Linked DNA regions of Danio rerio: region 1 is linked to region 2. Evidence: chromatin contacts called from public Hi-C data. All regions are on one chromosome and are shown on one strand. The core of a region is the stretch at or near the end of the contact, and the rest is flanking DNA. Distances in the headings are between cores, read along the strand shown. Region 1 holds the start of si:dkey-14k9.3. Region 2 holds the start of cmasa (cytidine monophosphate N-acetylneuraminic acid synthetase a).

Region 1 (2,700 bases), core at 17-2,516, 170 kb after region 2:
AACATTCATAGAGGTATCTACATGTTAGTGCCTTTCATTAGTAATTGTAAGATGTCTTTCAAAAGACTTTATTATATATCGGTCTGCTTTTTCTGTGAAGATTTACATTGGTTTATATTGTGCACTCCTGAGTGTGTCCAAAAAACAAGGTGGAATGCAACTCGCCATGATGTACATTTCTTATTGCTCATACTTATAAACGTATTAAGGAATATGTATCATAGGCATGAGTTACTAAATGATTGTCTTTCATTCCTCATTTAAGTTGTTCTGAATCTGTAAGATTTTATAAAATATTACTTTTTGTAATATATTATATCCCCGATATTATACAAATTAACTTTTATGTCAAAATGTGACCCTGGACCACAAAACCTGCCATAATTTTGGAAATACGCTTTCTATTGATGTATGTTTGTTATGATGTGGCAATATTTGGCCATCTATTCATCATCTGGAATCTGTGGGTTCAAAGAAATCAAGATATTTTGAGAAGATTTCCTTTAAAGTTGTCTACATTCAAATCAAGATATATTAATAATCAAAAATTAAGTTTTACATGTTTATGATAGGACATTTACATAATGTCGTCTTGGAGCATGATCTTTACTTCCTCTTTAATTTTATTTGTTTTTGGAATAAAGGAAAAATTGATCATTTTGACTGCTTGTATTGGTTTTATTCTTTACAAAAAATATACTTGTGCAACTTAAAAGCTTAAGTTTTTGTGTCCACTGTCACAAAAATGAGTTGAACTCTTCTGACACCAATAAAACAAAATCTACTGGCATCCCATGATTCATCAAATACTTCTGCAGTACAATAATCCATATGAAGATTGAAAAAGAAGTGCAGAAGAGGCACTGAGAGGTCAAGAGCAAAGGAAATCTGCCTGGAGGTTAGTGTCAAAGCCTTTTTAAGGGATAGTTCACCCCAAAAAAATGAAAATAATTTACTCACCCTTCACTTGGTCCAGGTGTGTTTGAGGTTTTATCATCTATGGAATATAAAGAAAAAATTTTCTTATTTTGTGTTTAACTGGATTTAAACCATCATCAAAATAAATTCATAAGCATAATATATAATGCACACAAGATCAGTTAGCATGATTGAGATTTCACTGAAAATAATCAAATGCATAACAGTTCATAGAAGGCATATGAATATTTCAACTTCTAATATCTGCAAAATAAAATGTTTATAAATGACAAACACGAGCAGTATTTTTCTCACCAAAGTGCTCTTGTTGGGAGATTTTATTGTCCATGATGTAGGCATTTAACTGCTGTGCTTAAAGTCTAGAGGTGCTCTGCATATCTCCTGAATAGCTTGTTTAAAACACTAATATTGTTAGATTATTTGTTAGTGGATTTACCACGCAAAACAACTAAATTATTAATCACTTTGTTTTGGATTTTAGTCCCGACAATCATGTGAAAACGGCTCTGACTACAGTCAAAATGAGTTTCAAAATAAAAGCTTCTTGCGTACGTCCGCAGTAAAAATAAAATAAAACTATACAAACAACTGTTGCAATAATTGTTATCGATGTAATATATGTTATCTTTCAAAAAATATAATAATAATAAAATACTTACGATAGGAAGAAAGTAGGAAAGAACAAAATATTTAGTTTTTTTTGTTATTATTAGTATTATAAATATCTCAAACTGTTTAAATAAAAATAAATCAAGCGTTTTACTCTATAAAATAACAAACACTGATGCTTTAATACTATTTTGCTATAATTGTCCTTCGAGTTGTAAAAATCAAAGACAATCGTAAAACTGTCTAAATTTAAACAAAAGTAATTTACTTACATATAATTATTAAACTATTTAAACAACATTAAAACTGTTAAAACTATAAAAAAAAAACATTTAAATTATTTATTTTAGCTACAATTAATCATTAAACTCGATTAGTGTACTGCACAAATTGAATGCAAATGTATTTGTAATGATGTAGTTTTATTGTTGTGATATTGTTTATTTATGTTTTTTTTATTATTATTATTATTATTTTGTCCGTATCACGTTCACATGTTTAACCAGAATCATCTCAAAGCATGCTGGGGTTGGAATAAAATGGAATTGCTGCTCCTCCTTCCATCTACGGGGTGTTTCCAGGCCTGGCCAATCAAATCCACATACGAGCAGAGGCAATAAATACAGAAGCTCAGGCTGCTGTAAAGAGAGAGAAGCTGCAGATTTGAGCAAGTGCTTATGAATTAGATATCTAATATCAGATTTAAAAATACACCTCACTATGACATCTGTAACTCTCAATAATGGAGCTAAGATGCCCATTGTTGGACTGGGAACATGGAGGGTGAGTACAATCGTTCAATATAGTAGCCTAGTTTCATTGTAAATGGTTTTGATTATATTATATTATATTAATGCAGCATTTATTGTATACCCAAAGACACAACAGGCAAAAAAACTGAGATATTTGTGTTTTTATTTTCATAAATCTCCACTTTTTATACAGTTTCATATCTGAAGGTTTTTACAGTAGAACGTTCATAGCTGATTTGTCTAACTACATTATATTAAACCTGATTTCTTCCAAAGTTCAGACTTTTAGAATTGTAAAGTAGCACATGTTTGAATTAAACAACAAATAATGTGCATATTTACACATTTATAATAAAAAATATTATATTAAACCTGATTTCTTTTAATGTTCAGGCTTTTA
Region 2 (2,700 bases), core at 146-2,645:
TGAACTGAGGTGAGATCTGTTGGGGATATACAGTATATACAGGTCTTGTACAATATAAAAAAAGATTCATTTATTCATTTTTGGCTTTATCCTTTTATTAATTAGGAGTAGCCATGGCGAAATGAACTGCAAATATTAAAAACGTTTGAAATTTATGTATTTGTCTTAATGTGTGCATGTTACATTTATTTATAGTTTTCCTTTATATTAACACAGTGCATGTATATATATATATATATATATATATATATATATATATATATATATATATATATATATATATATATATATATAAAACTCATCTCTAATAACTGATTTATTTTATCTTTGACATGATGTCAGTAAATAATATTCACTAGATATTTTTCAAGACACTTCTATACAGCTTAAAGTGACATTAAAATGCTTAACTAGGTTAATTAGGTTAACTAGTCAGGTTAGGGTGATTAGGAAAGTTATTGTATATCGATGGTTTGTTCTGTAAACTGTTGATAAAAAAATACAGCTTAAAGGGGCTAATAATTTTGACTTTAAAATGGGTTTTTAAAAATGTAAAACTGCTTTTATTCTAGCCGAAATAAAACAAATAGGACTTTCTCCAGAAGAAATAATAATAATATAGGAAATACTGTGAAAACTTCCTTGCTCTGTTAAACATCATTTGGGGAATATTTAAAAAAGAAAGAAAAAATAAATTCAAAGGTGGCAAATAATTCTGACTTCAACTGTATGTATATATATATATATATATATATATATATATATATATATATATATATATATATATATAGATGAATAGATGTAACTGTGATTATATATTTTTTTACTTTTGATGTGCGAAATGTAAAAATGTTTTTATTACAGTATACTTTTATATTTTAAACCGAGTTAAAACTGTTTGAGCAAAATGTGCCAAACAAATACACGTTAAAATAAATAATTTGAATTTAACTGCGAGTAAAAGTTTTGAAGCAGTTTGTTATTTGGTAACTCTTAGTTGAAAACGCCACATTTTTCAATGTCCTTTAAACTGTGTTATTGTTAATAAAGCACACATAATGCCAGTACACCGTCAACAATACAGCCTGTGTCTGATTGTAATTACTTATATCAATAAAATGAACAGTTTTATTGCTTTGACTGCAGATTGTTTATTTTAGAGTGTGATTTCCGGGTTGTACGGAAGTCCCGTAAACAACCATAATTGTGCGCAGTACCTTTTACACTCTAATTAAAAAAATGTTTAAACTCTGTTAATTGTTTACTATTCACTGTTTACATATACAAACTCGATTAAGCTCAGTCAAATGACCCGATTATACAATTGTTCACTATTGAACCGTCTAAGAGACGGATTAAAAATCCAGTGCGCGTGTTAGTTTAGTCACTACGGTTACGTTACAGGCGTGACAAACTTGAGACGTGGTCTATTGCCAGCTTTTATGGTTTATTTGAGAAGATAATTACATCAGAATGAAATAAACGCCCTGTAGTTCGAGTCTGAATAATTGGAGGAACCTTTTTTAATCAACCCAATCGTTCGCACTACGTGTGGAAATATTAATTGGCTGGAAACAGTAATGGACGCAGTAAATGAAAACGGTAAACGCGCTATGAAGGACGACAGTCATGGGAACAGTACCAGCCCAAAACGAAGAAAATCCAGACACATCTCTGCTCTTATTCTGGCCCGTGGAGGGAGTAAAGGAATCCCCCTGAAGAACATTAAGATGCTTGCAGGGGTTCCCCTGATCGGATGGGTGATCAGAGCGGCTGTGGACTCCAATGTCTTTAACAGGTCGTGCTGTGTGACGTCAGCATCCATATATATATCTGTATGGTTGCTTTTGAAATATTTGCAGTATTGTCTCTTATGCCTGCTTTTGCAGTGTTTGGGTGTCTACTGATCACGAAGAGATCGCCAAAGTGGCCTTGGCTTGGGGTGCAAAGGTGCACAAGAGGAGCCCAGAAGTGTCCCAGGACTCCTCCAGCTCACTGGACACCATTCGGGAGTTCAGCAGACAGCACCGAGGTTGTAAATCTTTTGCAGTCAAATTCCATTGCTAATTCTCTATAGGGGTGTATCTACAGCTTGTGAAACTTGTGCGTCCTCTGCTTGCTTGTTGGTTGAACAAACAGACCAACCGGATCTGAGCCACATAAACGAGGTTAAAGTTGTGCCATTCTTTGCATTGCACATCAGGATGCAGTGGCTATTATATGCCTTATGAGGACGAAAATCAAAACAACGTGCATTTTCCCAATTCTGATGAATAATTTTAAAGAGTAATTATAATAATATTTACAACTGCAGTTTTTTTTTTGCATTGAAAGTTCAATGCATTTGGAAAGAAATATTGTTTTAAGTATGCTTGTGTGTAATTCTCTAAACAACGTGCAAACGGATCATCAAGTGTCACGTTTTGCTAAATAAAATGTCTAAAAGTCTATTTGAATGACTACTCTGTTGTTTGTTTTTGATTATAAAGGATGTAATAGATACTTTATTGGATATGTCTCCAAAAATAAAAAAGCTGGTGTTAAATTGCTTACCCTCAAGCCAAACAAGATGTAGTTGACTTTTCCCCCGTTCAGTAGAACATTGACGTAGTTTATTTTGTCTGAAATCGTTGTCCTTGCTGATAGAATGCAATTCACAGGCTACAAGCAGGCTGTAAGTAAAAAAACAACAATATTTAT

Evidence for each region. A called contact is a pair of places that touch in the nucleus more often than the background predicts.
Region 1: a contact with region 2 is called in a Hi-C map of skeletal muscle, with 4 times the contacts expected there. The contact joins the promoter of si:dkey-14k9.3 here to the promoter of cmasa in region 2. A contact is called at or near these places in 10 of 18 Hi-C or Micro-C datasets (caudal fin, embryo, fibroblasts and 3 more) and 2 of 4 datasets of contacts at active chromatin or transcription factors (caudal fin and embryo).

Annotation. Positions count from the first base shown.
Region 1 is chr4:15,480,412-15,483,111 of GRCz12tu, forward strand. It overlaps si:dkey-14k9.3, which reads right to left and starts at 1,267. Exons shown (of 2, transcript NM_001039063.1): 1 at 1,234-1,267. The coding sequence starts at 1,267. akr1b1.1 (aldo-keto reductase family 1, member B1 (aldose reductase), tandem duplicate 1) reads left to right here and starts at 2,196. Exons shown (of 10, transcript NM_001002048.1): 1 at 2,196-2,331. The coding sequence starts at 2,269.
Region 2 is chr4:15,308,058-15,310,757 of GRCz12tu, forward strand. cmasa (cytidine monophosphate N-acetylneuraminic acid synthetase a) reads left to right here and starts at 1,396. Exons shown (of 8, transcript NM_001040252.2): 1 at 1,396-1,798; 2 at 1,890-2,032. The coding sequence starts at 1,581. LOC141381604 (a long non-coding RNA gene) reads right to left here and starts at 2,672. Exons shown (of 5, transcript XR_012402012.1): 1 at 2,554-2,672.